Regions from separate parts of the Mus musculus genome. Here regions 1 and 2 are each linked to region 3. Evidence: chromatin contacts called from public Hi-C data. All regions are on one chromosome and are shown on one strand. Each heading gives the region's core, a stretch centred on a gene start, on an enhancer-like site or on the middle of the called end of the contact. The rest is flanking DNA. Distances are from core to core; before and after follow the strand shown.

Region 1 (4,234 bases), core at 1,236-3,735, 7.9 Mb before region 3:
AGTCCCAGCTACTGGGGGTGCTGAGGCAGGAGAAAGGCTGAGACAAGAGGATCAGTTTGAGCCCAGGAGTTCAAAACAGCAAAACTAAGCAAGACTGCATGTCCTTTCAAAAGCTCTTCTGACAAAAAATAAATTATTATATACAAGAAGTGCTGTTAGCAAAATAGAGCAAAACTCAAAATGACAATTCTCTAAAACTGACAGAACGAGCACCTCAACATGAAAAATCACCATCCACTCTATTTCCAAACACTTACCTTTTTGCACCTTTCTTTTGCAGATTTGAAATTCAGATTCTCACAATCACTGGCCTCTTCTTCTGTTTGATTCAATAGCATACACATTAGAGTGTCTCTCTTGCTATTAAAAACATGAGTAGAAAGCAATCTATATTCAGCTTTCTAATTATGAAAATGAAAGCTACTAATGAAAGCACTAACCCAAAGACAGTCAACAAATAAATGAATAAGTAAAAGCAAGGACTCTGAAGACTAACAAAGTACACTGAGCAACTGAAGAGTTGTCCAACATAACACTCCCCACCCCACCCCCTGCCATATTCCAATGCAAATTTTAAGTAGCTGTTTCCAGGTAGGAACAAATTCCTGTAACTTTACAGGAGGTCAAGGAATTTGAGAGTAAAGCATAAGCCGGGATATGGATATGATGGGAATGCTTATCATATCAGTACTTGGGAGAGGCTGAGGCAAGAGGATTGCAAGCTCAAGGCAAGCATGGACAACTTAACTAACCCACACCATGTCTCAAAAGTCAAAGAAACTCTGGAGGAAGCTGGGGGTGTGTAGCTAGATGGCAGGATGCTTGCCTAGCATGCAGAGGCTCTAGGCTCAATCTCCAGTACAGAGAAAAAAGAAGAGAAGAGAAATACATAAACACATCAAACACACAGAGCCATTTCCAAACAGGTGAGACACCAGAGTGTGTGTGCTGTTGCAGGAAACAGAATGGAGAGCCATGAATGGGAGTCTCTGCACTTCCTATCTGCAAAAGAAGAGAATAAAAAGGTTAACTCTAGACTGAAAGCAGATTACCTTCTTTACCTGTTTAAAGCAGTGCCCAGAACATTTTAAATCAAAAGGTGAAAATATACTGGATAAGACAGAGGTTTGTAGGTGAACTCAACCTTCTAGTCAAAACAAATTTAACTGTAAACATCGTCTCGGAAATCTTTTGAGACTCAATCTCTATCACTGCCAAAGAAAAAGTCATGCGAACATTCCTTTGTAAACCCACCACTTGGGTAGTAAATGTTCAAAAGACAGGGGACCTATCCCGTCTCCAATATTTCTTTAAGCTATAAGTAAAATTAGCAAAAGGTACCTCCTTATTAAAGAGTGATCCTCCGAGAAACTATTTCCAGCAGTTCTTAATAACAGTTAAAAAAGGGTTCATTAACTCTAGGCTCTTCCTCTTTTAACAACTGACAGGTAACCTTTTGGGAAGCCCAAAGCACACACCCCTTTCTTCAGCCCCGCTAAAGTTAAAGGTTGATTTGAGGACAGGGAGATGCCTCCGCAGCACCTCTTCCCCCCCCCCCCCCCCCACAGCACCCGTTTCTCTAGGGGATCCATCTGCATTTTGCATTAACCCATCTGCCCCAGTGCGCAAGCCAGAGGGTCGCAGGGGGCTGGGGATGCGGAGGCGGGGTGTGCCAGCCATCTGCACCCGCGCGCGTCCCCAGCTGCACACCTGGGGCCGGGGCCGCGCGCGTCGGCCCCACGCGGAGCGCGCCCCACGCGGAGAGCGGCGCGGCGCGCAGGACCCGAGGGCGGGGCGGGAGCAGCTCGGGTTCGCGCTCTCCCTCGCGGCGGAGCGGACAGCTTGCAGTTGGGGGGCCGACGGTACCTTTTGGATAGGTCCATGAGGACCCCGGAGAAGAGCTTCTCCCCGAGGCGGAACGACACGACGAGCGCGTCCTCGATGATGTGGTCCAGCGTGACCCGCACCTCCGAGCCGGGGATGAGGTGCGACACCGCCGAGTCCCCGCCCGCCGGCGGCACGAGCGCCGGAGCTGGTGGCGGCCGCGGCGCGTCCTCGGGCTGCTCGGGGGCGGCCGGAGGCTGCTCGGGCGGCGAGACCGGGACAGCCGCGGGCTCGGGCGGCTTCGCCTCCTCAGCCTCGGAGCTATCGGCCAGCTCCCCCGGCGGCGGCGGCGGCGGCGGTGGCGGCAGCGGCTGCTCGTCGGCCTGAGGGGCGGACTGGCGCCCGTCGGCCTCGCCGTCCGGCACCGCCGCCTCCGTGGCCGTGACCGGGAGGGGGGTGCCGGCTTCGCTGCCGGGAATGGGCTCTAGCTCCGGCTCGGCCTCGCCGGCGCCCCCTTCCCCGGGGGACGCCGCGGTCGCCGCCGCCTCAGCAGCCACGGCCGCCATTTTCTCGCTGGTTTCTCCCTCCTCCTACTCGGGCTGCGGCGGCGGCGGCGGCAGCGCGGCTGGGATCCCGAGGCCTTCCCCTCCCTCCCGCTAACACTCTCGTCCCGCCCTTTCCCTGATGCTCGTGATTGGCACCGCGCCATTGGCTCCGCCTTCCACCCCCTTCCGCACTTCTGTCAACCCATTGGTCAGAAGGAGCCGTCTGTCGCGGGCTGAGTCCCGCCCCCTCCCTCAGAGTAGGAACTTCCCATTGGTCAGGTGAGTTGTCAAGTGGAGAATCTAAAAGGAGTTTGAGGGGCGGGCTGAAGGATGGCAAAAGCGGCGCCCTGTGCTTACAGCCTGTATCTATTGGTTAGTAGGGGAAATACCGCTTTAGGATTGGTTTATGCCCCTGCCCTTACTCGGCCCGTTCTTCGGAGGTGGGAGAAGGGAAGAAAACGCGAGTCGTGCCAGTTCTTTCAAAGACTCCCCAAGGGGGGAATAGCGGGAGAATGCAGAAAGGGAACCACTTCCCAAGAATCTTTGCGCAGAGATCCTTAGAATAAATGTTATTTCTAGGCTTGGATTTGCTTGTGGCCAAGTGTGGGCACAACAGGCTTCTGTTGGGAAAGATAACTAAAGTTCCGAAAATAATCCTGAGACACTTTTTGGGTGCCTATTCACTAGTCAGATTACGAGGTGCTGGAAACAGGGCGATGTACAAGACATTCTCCATGACCACATGACAGGAGCTCCCGCATACACACAAGCGGTGTTTTCCTTGGTTTCACTCTTTAAAATATAAAGGACTAAACTCTAGGAACCTGCTAATTTCAAAAAAGGAAAATTCTAACGAGAAGACAGACAACTGGCATGCTAAATTGACTGTAGTCCTTAGATCCACGGAAAGAGTTCACTATTGAAGCCTTTTCTTTCCTTACCCTCTTCCTTGCCGTGTGCAGAAAGAAAGAAAGAAAGAAAGAAAGAAAGAAAGGAAGGAAGGAAGGAAGGAAGGAAGAAAGAAAGAAAGAAAGAAAGAAAGAAAGAAAGAAAGAAAGAAAGAAAGAAAGAAATCTAGGCATAGTTGCCGGTGGGGCAGCTCTTGGGAGGCACAGGCAGAAATGGCAAAATTCTAGTCCAGACTTAATACAGTTTCAGGATAGACTCAACTGCAAACTGAGATCCCATCCCAAGAAAGAAAAGATGAGGGCTAGGGGAGCCCTCCAGTGTCCTAAGGTCCTTGTTTTTGTGGTTTGGGTTTTTGTTTTGAAACAGCGTCTCCCTATGTACTTCTGGCTTGCCTGGAACTCACAGAGATCGGCCTCCTTCTCTCTGCCTCCCAAGTGTTGCGTTTAAAGACCAATTCTATTTGAAATCTGTTAAGTCTAGAAGGAGCCACTGTACTCATTTCTTGCAGATTGTTCCTCAGTCAGTCCTTTCTAATAGGAGCAATCAGAGGCACTGAAAACACCTACAAAAGAGAAAGAAGATATTTACCAACGTGGAGGGAAGAATGAAATGTCAAAGATTAATTGAATACTATATATCAATATCTAGTACAATCTTACATGGTCCTTGCAATTCGACAAGTGCTATTATACCCATTTTATTTGAAAACTGAGACAAAAAGGTTTCTAATGTTGTTTAGCTAATAAATTACACGGTCATAAGTCCAGGTATTTTTTTATAGAAAAGACAAAATGACAATAAGCAAATATTAGCCAACGTTCTGTCTATTTCAAGCTTAGCAGTTCTCAGGAAAGTAAAAGTCCAATAGAAGATGCCAGTCAAGGAGAATTCAGAATCTCCCTTTACAGCCACAGGGAAAATGGAGTTTGTTTAGAGACCACTGTGTACCACTGACT
Region 2 (4,427 bases), core at 1,751-4,250, 6.2 Mb after region 3:
ATCTGGATTTGATTCCAGCACCTACATAGTGACTTACAACCATCTGTAACTTCAGTTCCAGCAAACTGATGGTTTCTTCTGGCTTCCACTGGCACCAGGCATGCAAGTGATACACCAGACATAAGCACAGGCAAAGCCCATGCACACACACAGAGACATACACACTCACACACACACATACACAGGCAGAAAGGGCCTTGTTGGGAAGAAGGGTTTCAGTAGGAGGAGTTAGGATGAGACAGGGTGATAGTGAAAAAGACTAAAACTCACTAAATATATGAAGCTATCAAAAAAGAAAAATTTTAAGCTACTGCTGTGGTGGGACACACCTTTTTTTTAAATTTTTTTTGGGACACATCTTTAATCTTAGCACTTGGGAGGCAGAAACAGTTGGATCTTTATGAGTTCAAGGCCAATTTGGTCTACATAGTAAAATCCAGACCAGCTAGGGCTACACAGTTAGATTCTGTGTCAAAAAACAATGTTTATTTATTTATTCTAAAGAGCTCTAATGATAGTATTGCATAGTTTTTCATGGCATGAGATTCCATTAATTATTTAATCATCCCAATTAGTTATTGAACTTTTACTACTATAAATAATGATGTGTTGAATAAGTGTTTCAGTTAACTTTATGATATATTGGCAATATAGCTATATAACCAGTTATCTAAACTAATGTATTGAGCTTCAAATACCACAGACATGAATCAGGACACCAGTCTCCATAGTGGTGCATGTCTTTAATCCCATCACTTGAGAGGGAAACAGCTGATCGTCTGTGGGTTCAAGGCCAAGTTGGTCTACATAGTGAGATCCTGGCTAGCCAAGACTACATAGTACGGTCCTGTCTCAAATAAATAAATAAACTAAAAATAAAAAAAAAATAAGGGAGACACCACAATAATTTTGATGAGTTGGATAACAAAAAGTCAAGAGGACATAATTTACAAGAGGACATAAAGTAGTCTGAGCAAAGCCATAAGCAATGTATGCTTAAAGTGCCAATTTTACAAAAACAATCACTTAGTGTCTGTGTGTGGGCACATGCTTGTCACGGTACACACATAGAGGTCAGAGGACAATTTATGGAAGCCCGTTCCTCTTCCTCCTCCATGGAGGTTCCAGCAACTGGATCAGCAGTCTTGGCAGCAAGTGCATTAGCTCTTGGAGCCATATCACTGCCCTAAAGTGTTCTCAAATATAAAATCAATTTGTTTTACTCATTAGTTCAATCACTATTGGATGTCTATTTAATATTTTACTGCTAGAGATTCAGCAATAAGTAAAATAAGGTCCTGGCTCCTTGGAGCTTAAAATTTGGTAAGACACAGATGATGTAATTGCAAATAGTCAAAGACAGGGGAAGGGCACAGTCACTGGGGCACACATCGGAGTAGTAGTGGCAGAAACCCAAGTTCCTCCTTTGGTGTCCTATTAATATCCTTTTAGGGGCTTTTATTCTGACAAAGCTATCTTTTTATGTTATGCCCTTGTTCCTACTTGAAGCAACACATTTTATTCTCTGTAGTGTTGGATATCAATTCTAGGGCCTCACACATGCTCAGATAACCTTTAACCCCAAAGTAAAATATTTGAATGATGTGGAATAACACCATCACTTTTTGCTTTTCTGTTTATGTTCACATTCGTGTGGGTACATGTGTGGAGACAGGAGGATCACGTTATATTGAGTGTGTGTGTGGGTCTTCTTAATCAGTCTACCTTTTATTTTTAAATTTTTATTGCACTTCGTTAGTTCGGGGGTAGGGAGCGCTGTGAAAGTCTGAGGGCAACTTGCTAGAGTTGGTTTTCTCCACCAATTGAATCTCAAGGTTGATCAGATCTAGAGCAGATGTAAATTTTCTTTACTGATGGAGCCATCTGGAAGCCCCATCTTATTTTAAGAAATATGTATGTCATGTGTGGGTGTAGGGTCGTCGGCCCCCATCTCTCATTGAACCTGCTGGCCAATGAGGTCCAGGGAGTCTCCTGTCTCTGCTGGCCTACCATGTCACAGACTCCACCAAGCACACCAACCTTTTTAAAAAGTGGGTGCTTGAGTTCCAACCCAGGGTTCTGCATATCGAATATTAGCTACTGTGTCATCTCCTAGCCCTACATTTTTACTTTTCAAAATGTGTAATTTGGAGGCAGCAGAGCTAGTATATTAAAATGAGGAAAGAGCAAACAGAGATTATTAGGGAGTTACGGATCCTCGTTGTAAGAAAACGGAGCACGCCTACGCTTACGGATAGGGTGAAAAGACATTGAGAGGGTGCATTAGAAAGGGCACTGGGTTTGTGAGGTGGAGAAGGGACTGAGAGAAGGCACCAGCTTTTAACAGCTTCAAGTTTCCCCGAGGGCACATGCTCCTATTTTCTCCAGGATGGACACGCTCCACATTTAAACTTATAGTCGAAAACTAAACATTCTGCAGATTTTCTTATCGTATGTTTTTTAAAACGTGAAAAGATGAAAATTCCAATACATTTAACCGTTTCATACTAGGGAGGCGCGTGACGCTCAAAAGCTTCTTCCGATCGGATGAAGGGTAGCGGAAGGGACTACCGGGAGGGGCAGAAACCTGCACTTAGAAAGACTTCGACTATACCTTAGATGTGGCTAGCTCACTACGGTGTGACAGACACCTTCAGCCCCCAAATGCCTTTCTAGCCCTTAAGCCTTCCCTCCGGGGCATTTCCAGAGAGTCCCCACCCACGCGCAAATCATAGTGCCTCATCCCCTGAGTCCTCACCTGACTCTCTCCTAACCCTCACTCCACAGCTTAGACAGTGTAATCAGGTATCCGGGAAGTGTGGAAATGCATCCTGGGACAAGTAGTTCTAACAAGAAGAAAGCAGTGTAAAACTACAATTCCCAGATAGACTTGTTTTACCTCTCTCTTATGTTTCACAAGCCCCCTTTAAAGGAAAGCCTCTCTTAATCGCATCGGCTGTATAAGAAAGCCTTTTGAGGCATTTTTTTTAGTTGAGCACATCATTTCGAGGCCATTCTGAGGTAAACCGAGAAAAGAGCGTAAAGAAACCGAGCGAACGAGCAAATCTGGCACTGCGTTAGACAGCCGCGATTCCGCTGCAGCGCGCAGGCACGTGTGTGGCCGCCTAAGGGGCGGGTCCTTCGGCCAGGAGACCCCGTCGGCCACGCTCGGATCTTCCTTTCCGATCCGCCATCGTGGGTGAGTGTATGCTCTGTGGCCGCGCTCTGGCTAGTGGCGCTACGCGTCGCTCTCACGGGTGTCGTCGGATCTAATCCGTCTCTTTTCGAATGCAGGTGGAGCCGCCGCCACGATGCAGATCTTTGTGAAGACCCTTACGGGGAAAACCATCACGCTCGAGGTACGGGCCACCTTGCCGTTGAGGAAGCCAAGGCCTGACTGAGGCCCTTAGTGTTTGAGGGCGGGTTTCTGAGTTTTGAGTTGTGAAACTTGGCTTTGAGCTGAGATTATGGTGCTTAGCAAAAACAACGTTTGGTTTTCGGTGTGGTACGGTTTAGCCTGCTTTATCCCGAGTGGCGAAATGTAGGGTAGGTGATGGGAGACGCTTTTCTCCGGGCAGACGCGTTCCTGTGCTTCCCCCGCCGTCGCTCGCCCTGGTATGGGGACTAATTTGGATTGTAGCACTCTGGGTAGTTTGCACGCGGTGTCATCTTAATTGATTACCTTTAGCTCACCTCCTCCTTGCTCGTTTTGTATAAAGCTAGCAGTTAATGACTTACTATGTAACCGTATATTAACTACATATATCAAAACTTGGCAGGTTGAACCCTCGGACACTATAGAAAATGTAAAGGCCAAGATCCAGGATAAGGAAGGCAAGTAAAGTTTGTCACTAGAAAAATGACTGGCTTGTGTGACCTAGACACGTTTGTTCTTAAGGTAGAAAACAGATTAATAAATTTAGATGCTTTTGAAAGTAAAATATTCCTGACATTAGTGTCAGGCTATCTGATTAACTGGAAACTCTGCAGGACAAATCTTTTAAAAGTTAATCTAGAACTGTTTACTGAGTCACAAAGACGATAAAATGCTCAGGCTGGGCAATGGCCCAGTCCACACTTTAATCTCAACACTAAGGAGGTAGAGGCAGCCTGGTTACAGAGAAAGTTCCAGGGCTTTTACTCTTGGAAAAAGTTGCATCTAAGTCTGTGACCACTGTTAGCAATCATTTGATTCACAACAATGGGGAATGTACCTTGTTCTATTAAGCCCAGTATTTTTTCCTCTAATAGGAATTCCTCCTGATCAGCAGAGGCTGATCTTTGCTGGTAAGCAGCTGGAAGATGGCCGGACTTTGTCTGACTACAACATTCAAAAGGTTTGTTTGAGGGAAAACATGCAGAAAAAGGGATGATATTGAATCCACTAACACTTGCTGAGCACTGTAGCTGTTCCATGATTTTAAAAT
Region 3 (4,480 bases), core at 1,316-3,815:
GAGGTCCTGAGTTCAATTCCCAGCAATCACATGGTGGCTCACAACCATCTGTAATGAGATCTGACACCCTCTTCTGGTGTGCATGAAGATAGAGACTGTGTACTCCTATACACTAAATAAATTAATAAAAAAAGAAAGAAATATGTGGGCCAATTGTGGTGGCACACATCTTTAAACCAAGCACTTGGGAGGCAAAGGGATGCAGGGGGTGGGGGGGAAATCATGTAGGAAAAGGTGAGATGGGCCTTGAGCAACATACAACGTGGACATGTATAAATTTCTTAAAAACTCAGAGAGGCCAAGTTCCTCAAGGGAGAGAAGGGCCTGATTCGCTTACTTCTTTCCTGGAGATGAATTAACACATAATTCAACTTAGATGATAAAAGTGATTGTTTTTTTTTTTGTTTTTTTTTTTTTTGTTTTTTTTTTTGGAGAGAGAACTTTTTATGTAGCCCTAGCTGTCCTGAAACTAGTTCTGTTGACCAGACTGGTCTTGAACTCAAGAGATCTGCCTGCCTCTCATGGGATTAAAGGCACAAGTCACCAAGTCCCATCAACCAAATGTAAATTCTACAACAAGCAGAGAAAGTTCACTGAAGGAAGGTACTGGAGTTGGGATCACAAATGTGAGCCACCATGCTAGCCTAAGGTGCATTAATTTATCCCAGAAAATGTAAACGTGGTCACTGTTTCAGACTTCCTTTTTTTGTTTTTGTTTTTCTGAGACAAGATCTCACCACATAACTCCAACTGGCCTCAGAATTTGGGGAGATTACTCGTCTCTGCTTCCTGAATGTTGGGGTAAAAGCTGTGTACCACCACACCCTGGTTCAGATTTGAAGTAAAAAGTTAGTGTGGTGGCACACGCCTTTAATCCCTGCATTAGACAGGCAGAGGCAGGCAGGTTTCTGAGTTAGAGGCTAGCCTGGTCTACAAAGTGAGTTCCAGGACAGCCAAAGCTGCAGAGAAATCTTGTCTACAAACAAACAAAACGAAACGAAACGAAAGCATCATTAATGCTTTCTATAAGCAGATAATCTAAAAACAAACAAACACTGTCTCTTAAGGACCATGCCCTGTAGGTGGAAGGGAAGCAGCACTGCACTTTGAGCCAGTACAAGGAGGGGACTAAAAGTCACTGAAGCAAAGTTCTCTTTCCTCATCTTTAAGCACTGAGAACTCTCACGTTTTAAGTAAATGTTTCTGGACTGCGTTGGAAGCTGAGTCTGTGAGGTTTATGGGAACAGGCAGGGAAGATGTTCATGCCCCCTTTACAGCTGACCTCTAGGCGCAGTTGTAGATGGCATAAAACACTAAAATCTGTAAAACCTCTATGACAGGAACACAGATCCCCACATGCCCAGTTAGTAGAGAATGAAAGAACAACATTCACAAAGACTGAGCCAATAAACAAGCCAACCGCAGGAATAAGAGGCATTTAAAAGACAGCTTGTGAACCTTGATGTGTCTCTCATAACAGGGTTAGAACCTTTGCATGTATATGCATGTACAACTACAGAAAAAAGCTCGAGGTATTTATCACCATATTAATGTGTTCGAAATAGCTGAAATACGATGTTTAACCTTGGTGTTTATCTGCTCCCTAAAACACAAAACCAGCTGATTTTCTAAACTGCCCAAGCCATTAATTTATCTACAGGCAGAGTACATGCACAAGCGTTGAACAGCTCCAAATGCAAGGCTGACAACTCCCAGGAACCCACCTGGACTTCAAGGACACGCGCAGGAAACCCAGAAACTGGGGAAAATGGGAGGGAGGTGGTGTACCAACCCCTATCTGACAGCCATGACTACCTCTTTTCAAGAGGGGCCTGGTAGCTGTGCTCCCATTTTGGTAAAACCCGAGTCAAGATTCTCCCGTGCACCTCCCAGATCTGCAGGAGCAAGAGAGCAGCGGGCAGGGGGACCGCAGGAGCCTGGCCCTCATGCATGGGGGTGGGGAAGCCCGCCGCCTGCAACCTGGGGCTGCAGCGATCCCTCCCTTCCCTCCCTGGCTGGCGTCCGAGAACAGTCGCGAGCTTAAAGCGGGCCGCTCCGCCAGAGGCTCCAAGGCCCGTCTTCCCAACCCACGGGTCCCCGGTCCCATCTTACAGGGTTTTTTGGCATCCTTGATCTTCATGGCGTCGGCCTAAGGCGCGAGGGGTAGCCTCGGGTGCAGAGCTCAGCGAGGAGAGGTGAATACTCCGGAGCTGGCTGGGCCGCGCGGCGAGGCCCGGCCGGTTCCTCCCCTCAGGCCGGGTGGGGCGGGCCTAGGGCGGGGCGGCGGCGCCTGAGGCCACAGGCGGCCCACGGGGCGGCCCAGCAACCCCGCAAGGGGCGGCCGGGACCGAGCGAGCCGGGGAAGGCCGCGGGCCTCGCCGCTCCGTGGCCCCCCGCAGCCGCTCCGAACAAAAGGCCCCGGTCCCCCGAGCCGCCGCCGCCGCCGCCGCCGCACTGAGAAATAGCCCGCCCAGGCCCAGCGCCCACGTGACTCAGGCCTCCTCGCCTCGCTCTCCGCGGGGCTGCTAGGAGTTGTAGTTCTCCGTAGAGTGAGGCTCCACTCTCCTGCGGCAGATGCTCAGGCGGACTACAAAGCCCAGGATGCCTCTCGACCCCTATTTCTAGCCCCCCTCCGCTTCCGGAGATCGCCTCAGAGTGGTCCCAGCGGGGAAGAGGCGGAGCCTTAGTCACGCCAGCAAGGAGGCCGCCAATGGTAGCAAGCCGTGGGCGGTCCTGGCAATTCCCGGGCTCTGGTCTCGTAGCGGCTGAAAGAAGAGAGGGGTTGTGAACTCTGAGGGCGCTGTGGCTGTCACGCAGTCGCAGATTTTCCTCTTGATGGTTTTTCCCTGTGATGGCTGTGTCAAAATTCAGGGGTCCAGACCACTGAATACGTTTGATGAGATAAGTCATCCGCTAAAGGAACACCTTGAATATTGGGGTTGGAAGGTCACTAAAGATGGTAACATTTGCTACATAATTATTATTTAATGTAATGTAGTCTAGCAGCCTTTTGAGTCACATGCGAGTTTTATTTACTGTGAAGATACGGCAGGAACGAGGCAGTCGAAACACTTGAAAGTTGTAGTATGGTCGTGGTGCAACGCCTTTAATCCCTGAACTCTGTGGAGGCAGAGGCAGGCAGATCTCTGGAAATTCGAGGCCAGCCTGGTCTACAGAGCGAGTTCCAGGACACCCAGAGCTACAGAGAAACCCTGTCTCATAAAACAAAACGTTTGAAAGCACATGCCTTTCAGGTTCCTCACAGGATCTCTCTAGTCTAGCTCCTCATTATAAAGAGGAAAGTGACTTTCAGAGAAAAGAATTAGATGCACCAGTTCTCAGAATAAACCCAGGATACCCTTTTCTCTACGCCTCTTGTGATTTGAGATCATCCATCGGAAAAGGAAGAGATGGTATCAAGGACATGGCCTCTCCTCCACTTTTATGTCTTAGATGGCAAAGAATTCAGTCATTGACAATATGTGGCTTGGTAGGAACCTCCATGTGCTTGCCCCTGGGGAGTTGGCCCTGGAAGATAGCATTCCAAGAAACAATCTAACTGGCGAGCTCTGCTGTCCTGCCTTTGCTGATTGCTATAGTTTGGATTTAGTTGCTCTAAGCCAAAATTCACACTGAGGCTTCATTTCTCAATGAAGTAGTGTGAGAAGGTGGGGCCTTCAGGAAGTGACTGGGTAATGGGGACACCAGTCTTGCGGTTGATCAATGACTTTCTCTAGAGACTGTATTACATCTCATGGGACTAGGTTAGAGCTTATGGGAATGAGTTGGGTCTGGCAGGTCTGGTTTAATTACTGTGTACTGGTGGATATAATGGAAAGTTAGCTTTGGTGTTCTGGCGACTTTCAGATTCACTTGACATTCTTCTTTGGATTTTACCGTGTAATGTTTGTCAGACCACCCCTGCCTCCAAAGGGTAACTAAACACCCTCCTCCCCCATAACATACCAAGTCTCAAGTATTTAGATATAGGCAACACAAGACAGACTGAAACAGTTGATAAAGCAAGGGCAGAGAGAGAGAGAAGCCAGGTGTGTGGTAGTGGCTCATGCCTTTAATCCCAACATAGACAGGCAGATTTCTGAGTTCCAGGCCAGACTGGTCTACAGATCAAGTTCCAGGAAGGCCAGGGCTACACAGAGACACCCTATTGGGGGCTGGAAAGGGGGAGATAAGAAAGGACCAGGGCGATGGTGGCCCATACTTTTAATCCTAGTTCTGGGGAGGCAGGTACAGGCAGATCTCTGTGAGTTCCAGGACAACCAAGATTACACAAAGAAACCCTGTCTTATTTTCTGCCTTTGTTCTTACCCCAAGATTATTTCTTGAAACAAATTTGTGTGGTAACCAGAGCTGATGGGAATACTCCAAATCCAGAAAAGCTATTGCTTACCCTTAGCCCTGGAAATTCCTGGTTTAAAAAAACCTTTGTTTTGCTGGGCGGTGGTGGCACACGCCTTTA

Evidence for each region. A called contact is a pair of places that touch in the nucleus more often than the background predicts.
Region 1: a contact with region 3 is called in a Hi-C map of CD4 T cells, with 6 times the contacts expected there. The contact joins the promoter of Pwwp2a here to the promoter of Pank3 in region 3. A contact is called at or near these places in 1 of 39 promoter capture datasets (cranial neural crest) and 1 of 484 Hi-C or Micro-C datasets (CD4 T cells).
Region 2: a Hi-C map of regulatory T cells shows a contact between it and region 3, with 8 times the contacts expected there. The contact joins the promoter of Rps27a here to the promoter of Pank3 in region 3. A contact is called at or near these places in 3 of 484 Hi-C or Micro-C datasets (CD4 T cells, CD8 T cells and regulatory T cells).

The regions. Positions count from the first base shown.
Region 1 is chr11:43,680,249-43,684,482 of GRCm38.p6, reverse strand. It overlaps Pwwp2a (PWWP domain containing 2A), which reads right to left and starts at 2,485. Exons shown (of 2, transcript NM_027557.1): 1 at 1,867-2,485. The coding sequence starts at 2,390. Gm34963 (a long non-coding RNA gene) reads left to right here and starts at 2,419. Exons shown (of 2, transcript XR_388594.3): 1 at 2,419-2,648.
Region 2 is chr11:29,546,613-29,551,039 of GRCm38.p6, reverse strand. Rps27a (ribosomal protein S27A) reads left to right here and starts at 3,000. Exons shown (of 6, transcript NM_024277.2): 1 at 3,000-3,199; 2 at 3,295-3,359; 3 at 3,780-3,834; 4 at 4,252-4,337. The coding sequence starts at 3,312. It overlaps Clhc1 (clathrin heavy chain linker domain containing 1), which reads right to left and starts at 3,090. Exons shown (of 12, transcript NM_028504.1): 1 at 2,900-3,090.
Region 3 is chr11:35,767,580-35,772,059 of GRCm38.p6, reverse strand. It overlaps Pank3 (pantothenate kinase 3), which reads right to left and starts at 2,565. Exons shown (of 7, transcript NM_145962.2): 1 at 2,113-2,565. The coding sequence starts at 2,140.